Linked DNA regions of Anas platyrhynchos: region 2 is linked to region 1. A link is a contact called in public Hi-C data. All regions are on one chromosome and are shown on one strand. Each heading gives the region's core, a stretch centred on a gene start, on an enhancer-like site or on the middle of the called end of the contact. The rest is flanking DNA. Distances are from core to core; before and after follow the strand shown.

Evidence for each region. A called contact is a pair of places that touch in the nucleus more often than the background predicts.
Region 2: a contact with region 1 is called in a Hi-C map of F5 follicle, with 2.0 times the contacts expected there. The contact joins two enhancer-like sites. A contact is called at or near these places in 2 of 8 Hi-C or Micro-C datasets (F5 follicle and small yellow follicle).

The regions. Positions count from the first base shown.
Region 1 is chr2:134,454,791-134,459,513 of IASCAAS_PekinDuck_T2T, reverse strand. LOC101799835 (probable acyl-CoA dehydrogenase 6) reads left to right here. Exons shown (of 9, transcript XM_027450794.3): 5 at 3,517-3,684. Among named protein-coding and RNA genes, the nearest start is that of BET1, 29 kb to the right of the region's middle. Within about 2 kb of position 2,018, at least 5 of the 8 cell types and tissues checked have an H3K27ac peak or open chromatin away from gene starts, as enhancers often do. A contact at or near this core is called in F5 follicle and small yellow follicle, where this site is marked.
Region 2 is chr2:134,493,106-134,497,828 of IASCAAS_PekinDuck_T2T, reverse strand. The region is part of intron 2 of LOC101799835 (probable acyl-CoA dehydrogenase 6); the gene reads left to right. Among named protein-coding and RNA genes, the nearest start is that of TFPI2, 33 kb to the left of the region's middle. Within about 2 kb of position 2,303, at least 5 of the 8 cell types and tissues checked have an H3K27ac peak or open chromatin away from gene starts, as enhancers often do. A contact at or near this core is called in F5 follicle and small yellow follicle, where this site is marked.

The DNA.
Region 1 (4,723 bases), core at 769-3,268:
CACAGTGATACAGACAGCAGGATGAAAATATTATGCTTTTTAGCTGTCATAGAACATCTGATCATTGGTACAAATCCAGAAACCAGCATGCACTGCTTCTAAAGTGCCACTAAAGGGGCCATTTAGGTCTGAGGAGCGCTAGCTTATCTTCTCACTAGCACTGCTTTGCATGTCTCAAGGATCATCATCTCCAGGTAGGCCTAGCTTTAAACTAGACTTTAAACTAGAAATATTTTAAGATGCAGCAGTAATTCTTATTACTTGTGCCTAAGTGCTTGTACTTGCCATGTTGACTTTGAAAACTCATAATCGTTCCTTTCTTTCTGCCTGATACCTCAGTTGTCTGTGTTGGTGAAGTCTCCCAGGTTTGTGATACCAGCAAATTTTGTTGGTATATTCCTGCTCTTCTTCTAAAGATCATTAAAGGAATATGCAATAGGTTTCATCCAAAGGCTGATATCCAAGGTCCAGTAATGCCCTCCCTGCACGTCAGCACTTCCTCCTTTAATGCAACCTGATGTAATTTCCCCTTTGCCTATTTCCTTACCTACATTTCCACTTTTGTCCTAATTTTCAGCTTTACATAAAATCTAACTCATAGTTGCCTAATAACATAATATTTTAGTTTGCTTGGGTCCAACAGGACCTATTTTCTTTTCAAATTTTCTCTAGAAAATCCACTTTCAAAATAATTGTCTCAGGTTGGTTTGAAATAAGGTATCACCTGTAAATTGAATTCTTTTTTGTTTCCAAATGTATTCTGAGACTGTGAAGATTACTATGACCAACAACATCTGTTTTCACTAATTTTAATTTTGTACTGTCCTTCCTGTAGATGTCTTCCTTTATCAGCTATATTGGAAATCTTTTTTGTAATTGCATGTGAAATATTTCTTTAGTTTTGAGGCATCCTCAACATGCCTTATGCTATTTCTCATTCTCTTTTTCTTTCTGTAGCTGAAACTTCTTTGTTTACTGCCTTAATCTTTTTGGATTTTGTTGTTTTTCATCCGCAAGATTTATCTCAGTTTGACCTATGGCAGTTCTTACCTTCTGACCTCCAAACTGTAGCTTACTTTGATGATTAATCTCCTTACTTCCCTGTTTTTTGAAGCAATTATTCATTCAGTTAGACTTGAAGCTATTTTGTGCATTTTTTTTTCCTTTTTTTTTTCTGTGCTGATGATGTAAATTCCAGATATATGTTTTAATTTTTGACATAAAGGATATGTGTTGCCTGTCTGTGATCACAAGTTTGACCTTCAGAGTTGAAGCCAACCTTGCCTTTTGTCAAATCTATTTAGATGCATGGCTAGAGTCAACAGCACACTGGAGAAGAAAACTTGATTCTCAAATATGGTATGATTTGAATGGTGAAAAACCAGCTCTGGTTGTTTATTTGGCACTAGCTGCTTCAGATGCCTTTCAATGATGTCAAGTACCTCGTTGTCTTTCCTAGAAGGGACCTCCACAGCATACTTTGTAAGCTGTTGAGATATAGACACCACAAGACCAGTACGTGGGCCTTCCAAAAATGAATTACAAAGCACCCACTCTGGGAAATGTAGCCTCTTTCTGGGGCCATGCTCTATCAGGGAGAATAATTATAGTCAAATATGACAAAGGATCTTAACAGCTGTATCACTGAGACTGAGTCCACTTGACTTTAGTAAATTGTTAAATAAATTTTCAAAGCCTGTCATATTTTATATTTAAAACTTACTTATTAGCTTGGTCGTCTTTCCTTAATTAAGGTTGAAGATACTAACTTCTTCATAAGTTGATTTTAAATATCCATTTTTCAAGTACTTGAAGCAAACTGTCAACCATCACACTTGAGAATACTTGAACATTCCCATTAGTAAGGCATTTGTTCTTTAATCTGTATTTGGGAAGTTAGTCTCTTGTGACGCCATGCTTGCAAATACTGTTTATATTTGTGATTGCATTGTAGTACTCTGCGTTCTTCTGCAGACCTTCCAGGCGACCTCAATTTAATCTTTTTAGTAGCTGTACCATAACAAAGGGATGTGTGATGTAAATCACTATGTGTGCTACTATCCTTTTACGCTAGTCGTGCAATGTTTCTTATTCCTGCTCTTTTGTGTCCTTCGCATATTGTTTAGTCTCCATGTATATGACTGTCCAGAGTCTGTGTCATGTATTAACAGCATCAGTAGTTTGGATTCCTTCACTTTATTGACCTTCATTATTATTCAGATTCCATGTCAAGTCCTTTGGACAGATTTGGCATAGTCCTTTCATTAAATGAATAGCGAGATTGCTGCTGGTTTTATTCACATTGGTACTATCTCTCACTGTTCATCATTACACTCTTGTAAGTTCATTTATCTATAGCTGTATCTGCAAATTCCTTCTCTTACACTATCACACAATTTTCTCCCACCATTTTTCCCATTTCTTCACTAACAAATCTTTCAGCCATGCTGACCTCACCCACAGGTAGCCATTAAGTTTATCCTGCAAATGAAGGTGGGTTCAGAGAGGCATGGTTTTGATTTGTTTTGAGTTTACAGCCTTTGGGAAGAAGGTTCATGTGCAGATTGAGGTGGGTGTATATGAAGGTGACTTAATTTTGGTTGCCCACTCCACTTTGTGTCTGACTTCTACCCTTCAAGTCTGCTGCCTCCCTCAGTAGGTGGGCTGTTGTGCACTTTACAGTCTCATTAGATTTGTAAGTTCTGTTGGGGGTGTGCTTGGGTTCTTTCATACCATCACCAACTTAAAGCTAGATATCTGTTGGAGAGCCTTCTTAGCTGGGGTTTCAGTGGAAGAAATTCAATTTCAGGGGAGAAAAGCCAGCTCTTTGGAAATTCTGCTGGAGTGTAAGTACTAACTAATGATTCACTCCTGCTGTCTGATGCATCCAGGGCAGCTTGCAGTGATGTGAACACTTATGAATGAAAATAGCATTTTTTTTTTATGCCATGGAGTAGAAGTAGCAGGTGTTTAGAACTCCATGTACAGACAACCTTAAGATTTAAACTTTGCCTTCTAAAAGCTTACTATCTTTGAATTTATTACGCCATTCTGACCTACAGCATGCAGGAAGTGCATGTATATATATCCTTATGCATACACAGATATTGAGGCTTGTGATTGTTTAAGTTGGGTCTCTGAAATTAATGGCCTTCTCAGTGACTAACGTACACAGTGACAGAAATGCGTAATAGATCACCTCAGACTGAAATATTTCTGGCCTGAGTTTTTGGCGACCAAATTTACTTAGAGAGCTTTCTGCTTTCATCCACTGGGATGAAGACTCCACCTAAAGGAGGGTGAGAGAAATGATCTGCTTTCCTTGGCTTGTCTTCAAAGAGAGTTGTCCAGGTGAGTCTGCCTTTTCCAGCCTGGAAGGCTTAGAGGTCTTGGAGGGCATGAAGTGAAGGGTGTGTTGACTGTCTGAGAGTAAGGGAGTGACTCAGCCAGTCATGCAGGGACCAGCTTATCCTTCCTTCACAAGAATAACCCTTCATTTCCTATGTTTTGAAATAGATATCAAGACAACAGCTGTGAAGAAAGGCGATGAATATGTCATAAATGGTGGTAAGATGTGGACAACATCTGGGTGCCAAGCAGACTGGATGTGCCTGCTGGCAAACACGAGTGAAGGACCTCCTCATCGAAATAAATCTCTCATATGTCTGCCAATGAATCTACATGGTAATAACAAAGAACTTTTTTTTCTTCTAATTCAGTTTTGTTGGTGTTTTTCTGTGTGCATGATACAAGAAGGTAAAGTGTTTAAAATAAAGGACTATACCCATAAATGCTCTTCTGAATTAAATGTTTCATTGGCATACAGAGTTGATTCTGAAATGCGTTGTACAAACTTCCATGAAAAAAAAAGTAGGGGAAAAAAGCAAATGAGAAGGAAATTGAACATTTCAGACTTGACAATCGCCAGACTTTTCAATTTTCTGCTATTGAAATTTAATTTTGAATAGCTTTAACACCTTTTAAAGATTTTAAACCTTTTTGGCTTCCAACATTCTTGAAAAACACAAAATAAATGAGGGTAACCCTATCTGCATTAAATAAGCGAGTTTTCTAATTTCTAGCAAATAATCTTTCTCTTTTAAGAAGATCTATCGATTCTAAGGAAGTTCTAATATTTAAAGTGTCATGATAACTATGATGATGGGTGACAAGGAAATATTAAAACCTATGGCATTTTTGTTCATTCAATTTGGGGTATATGTTGCATGAAATACATGTCGTTATCAGCATTTAATATGTAGGGAAGTCACCATGGCAGTCAAGTGAATGTCTATATTCTTTACTTCAGGGATCAGACTGAGAACAAAATCTCAGGTCTCCAGTGTTGCAAAAGAGTGATGAGAGCACCTTAGAACTTCTTACAAGTGAATTTGAATGTGGAGTAAGTCAAGGAAGGAAGCAAGTTGCTTTGGGAATTAAGCTAGTGGGTTGTGAGGTTCTAAACAACTGCTCATGCAAAACCGGCTTTGAATGAAAGCTCACAGAAGACTGTGAGCTGATTCACCTGTTGACTTTGGCCAATAAGTGATGAATGAATGTGGTAACTTAGAGCCAGAATCTCCCAGAATTTCCAGATGACCTTACTTATCAGTCATCTGCATAAAGTTTTCCGTGTGTTTTTTTCATGAAAAGGTCAGAGTGCAAATGCAATACTGCTTCTCTGAAACCAGTTTTCCAGAAATACCAAAGCAGCCAACCCACT
Region 2 (4,723 bases), core at 1,054-3,553, 38 kb before region 1:
GGTAAAGATGCAGAGAACTGAGACTGCAGTAGTTTGTAATCATGTGATGTTGTGTGGAATAGATATCACCATTTCACAGTGAACCTGGAAGTTAACCATACCTAGTTATGTGACGTGGGGCTCATGTTTGTTCTGCTGTGAGGTCTGTTTTGATTTCACTGTTTACCCTCATGTAACACTGTTTGGATTTCATTGTTTGCCCTCACGTAGTACTGACAGGCACATCAGAGGGTGCATGATACCCTCTAGCAAGGGAAGTGGGAAATGAAAAATGTTTGTTTGTTTGTTTTTCTGAAGTACTTCTAAAATCTATTACATTGGCCTGAAAAATATTTGTAACCTATGCCCTGGTGTATTAGCACAACCATGCTGAAGTTCTTTTATAAGCTTAGCCTTAATAATACACTGATTTGTAGATTTGTGGCTGGTCCAAAGAACCAATCCATTTAACTTCATATTCTCAACTGATTTATTACATTATAAAAAATATACAAATTGTTTTTGAAGTGGAGATGCATTGGCAATGGGAATGAGTGAAACTTTAAAACTTTAAAACCAGTTCTTTTGACTGGACAGTCTGACCAGTGCAAGACAACTGCTTGGTTCATTTATGGAGAGGCAAGCAGGGATTTCATGCCATTGGAACTTGTGTCTCGTTATCTCCTGTGTGCTTCTCAATTTGAGGATTGTTTGAGTTGATAAATAGGGTGGGGAAACAGCAGGAGGCTCAGGCATGTGTGAGTGAATGCTCTGTTCGGCTATAACCTGTACCTGGTATGGAAAAGTAATACTCCATCCTGAATTGTACTTTGTAGTGACAAGCATGATTGTGTATCTGTTATACAATTGTATTATTTGTTGCGGTAAAGTTTGTTGCATTTTATACATTGATTTTTTTATCTAGAGAGAAGGATATTTTTTGTTGTTTTAAACCCTCTAAAAACTTCAAAGAAAGAAATATTAATTAAGTCAGTTCAGGCAGCTTGGTTTTATCTGGGACTTTCGCTGTTTCATTCAGGGCTATAAACAAAGTGATCAGTGTGGTGTTTTAAGTGCTCAGGAGTGTGTGGGCTTAGTAGTGAGTTCTCACCAGTTCTGATTGACTTTTCTGTCCTACATTATTATTTTTTTAATCATTTTTTATCCTCTCCAGAGGAATTGTGCCACATTATACCTCTGTTGAATGAAGAACGAGATGTAGATGAGCATTCAAAACCACCCAGGTGTGATTGTTGCCCTCACCATCTCCCTGCAGCACCTGAGAGCAGTGTGTAGGTGTTGTCTGTGGCTTTGGGACTGCATAGGTACAGCAGATGGGTAGCATGGACTCTGCTTCTCCTGCATCACCCCTGCAAGAAGTGGTGTCCCATTCCCTAGCATTGTGCTGAAATTTGCTGTAAGTGCCAGAATTTAACTCAGTAACATTTCCCAGGAACTGAGGGGTTGGCAGTGCCTCAGGGCTGACCATGTCCTTGGCCTGCCAGCTACTTCTCAAACCTTTGATCGTGCAGCACAAGATATCCTCTAAGCTATCTTGTTTAAGTACGTGCTTAAATGCATTGTCTGGTCTCACTGCTTGGGTTCCTGAGGGACACGTTTGTGAACTAGTTGCACTTGGTGTAAGGTATTCACACTTTAGCTGTTTTTCCTACCATAATCTATAACGTCCAAGGAAAACAATAACAAATGTTTCCTGCAAACTGTAATCCAATATAAAGAGGACAGTGATAAGATATGATAAGCTGATAGCTATTCTTCTCAGAAGCCTGAATAACAGCAAAAGGAAATGATTTGATTTGTTGTTGAGTTTGTCACATTTTATTTTTGGTGCACATCACAGGACAAAAAACAAATATAAGCAAATGTGCTTTTTTGAAACTTTTTTCTTGTTTTTGTTTGTTTGTTTGATAGTTTAAGTCCTGCTTAGGACAGATGCTGTATATATGTTAAGCCAGAAGCTCAGTGTAATAGTATTAGCAGGTTGTGCTTATCTGGTCTCCTACTTATTTTACAAGAGAGTGATCTCTAAATGGAAATACACACAGCAAACTTTCAGGGCAAACTGGATCAAGTGTCATTGCAACCCCCCCACCCCCCAGGGGACTGGTGCACAATAAAAACTAAAGATGGGAAAATATCATAATCCCAGGACTCGGCGGAACAATATAAATGTTTAAGGGGTGAAAGGAACACTGAGCAGGACTTCTGGGTTATGTGTGCAGGGCAGGACAGAGTTTATTACAGCCTTGCCCCTGCCTCGTGGTGCCTGTGAAATCTGAGTAGCTATTTCAGTTATTTTGCAGCTGACTTCGTTGGAGACCTTGGGAGGAGACTCATCAGAAGTTTATTGGGGCAGAGGTTGAGGAGTGGGCAGGGATAAATGGTTGTTGGGACAAAACAAAGGGAAGAGGCCACAAGAGGGTGTGAAGATTTGTTTAACATGTTTTTTATTATTTTTATTCTAGGCACATTTGGTTTTATGTTGCTGTTTCAAAGCCACAGTCATCCAGAGGCAATGCAGCTTCACCGTGTTTGAAAAACAGAAAAGTGTTTATTGATTTAAAAAATGAAAAATAAGGCTGAATTAAAACTTTTATTTTAAATTTTCCAGCTGTCCACTCAAGAAACCCTTGAGATATCTTCTTTTTTTTTCTTTCTTTTTTTTTCTTTTCAGTAACATAAAAGAACAGTTTTCAAATGTGTAGAATTGCTAAAAAGTGTCTGCTTAAGTGCTGGAGTTGTTGGCCAACTGGGAAGGACACAGGGATTAGGGAAACGTTCTTACAAACACCGGGATTGTTTCTGCCCTTCCCTGGGGTTAGCTATTTTGCAGAGGTTATTATCTTGCAATGTTTTCTGCTTTTGTTGCTAATGTCTCTTCTGTGTTGTCTCTCCAGCAGATACATGGGAGACTAGTTAGGAAAGACAGTACTTCTTGCTGGACAGAAATATTGGCTGGAGGCTGTGCTTGGCTGGTACCTTTCTGCCTTTCTTCCAGCCTAGAAGAGCTGCTTCTGAAGAAGTCTCATTAGAGACTCTCTAATGAGACTTCTTCAGAGAAAATTGATTAGAGACTTTAGAAGTCTCTAAACAATAACTATTGTTTCCAGTAAGACCACAAAGCTGCTCTGTGGTCTTGTCTGAGCTGGGAAATGTCTCCAGAGCTGGGAAGCAGCAGCCGCGATGACGAAGGAGAAGGACAGGGGTTTTCCCTGGGACGCTGCTGTGAGCACAGCCATGCACTGCCCAGCACATCTTTTGCATGGCTCTGCTAGGTGGAGGTCAAGTAGAAAACCTTCCTGGTAGGGTGACAGCTGGTAGGGCGGTGGGACAGCAGGGAACTGAACCAACAAGGTACGTGGGCTTTCTGGTTTCAGTGACCATTTAAGGGCTTTTTCTCCTTAGTGTTCCTAACCACTACTTCTGTTTGTGTCAGAGCTCATGTTACATGTTGTCTAATGGAAACAAACCCAGAACTGTAGGAAAACACCTTGGACAGCATACAAGAAAATTGTTTCAGAGCCTATTGCAGATGTCTTTCAAGTTCCTTCATGGTGGACTAGATGAACTGTTGTCAGCTGACAGTGCATCAATATTCATTTCAGTGCCAGTGATGGAAGACATGTTTTTGGTAGAACTTTTTTGGCATGGGACCTTTGAAACACTATGACCTGTCTATGTGCACTTTCTTTTGGCATGTGAAGCCAGCAGAAAATGTGCACTCCCCCAAAACCTCCAGCTTTTACATATTCACTTTGCTTGCTTCATCTGAACAGGGAAACAAAGGGCAGAATTAATGGAAAATTTCCTTGAGTGAGTATAACAGGGGCAGATAATTGATTTTTTTTTATATAGCATCATTAAATGGTTTAAAAATCTCTGAAGGTGACTTTAGTCAGAATTTTTTCTGCTCCCTAGTCAGAGGAAATGAATGAGGCTGTTACTTTCACCCTCCCTTTATCATTCAAGAGCTGGGGTCCTTTGGTGGAGTGGAAGTTCCGTGAGTAATAAGACTACTGGAAAGAATTAGTGTTTTTTTCTTTTTTTTTCCCCCTTTTTATATGATGAATAACCAGTGAAACTCATCCCACAGAATCACAGAGAGCAAAGTTTAATAGGAATCCAGAAGCTATTACACACTTTATAGGTGGCGAGACCATCCATGGCTACCTTATTGTATTTCAGTTGTATTTCTCATCATCAGCTCCTCACTCAGCTGGTGCCAGCACTGTTTCATAGCTTCCTACACTCTTTGTCTACTGGGCAGACCAGAGCTTTGGTCCCAGCAGCAGTATTGTAGTCTTATGCCAGAGATCTGGACTTTATCTCACAATGTTACTTGGCTGAGATGCAAGGTGCATCCCTGATGCTTTGCTTGGACAGCATGGGTATCGCTGTGTGGCTGGGGAGGAAGGTGCATGGGGGAAGGTGAAGGGCATGTTGGCACCAAGCTGGTCCAGAGCCTCTGGGAAGTCAGGTCATCCACCAGATTGTGGTGTGGTCAGGGCTCTTGTGGAAAGAGAAATAGCTTCTGGGGAACTGCTAGAAGGATGAGAGCCATTCCAGCCTCAGTTTTGCCAGGAATGAAAAGTTCAGGTACTTAAAGTACTACCAATAATCAGTGGATGTTCCAGCTTCTCAGAATCATCCCTCAGGCCAAGATTAATTTTTGTGCTTCCCTCCTTTTTCTTATATTTGGATTACTATGATCATATTTTTGACA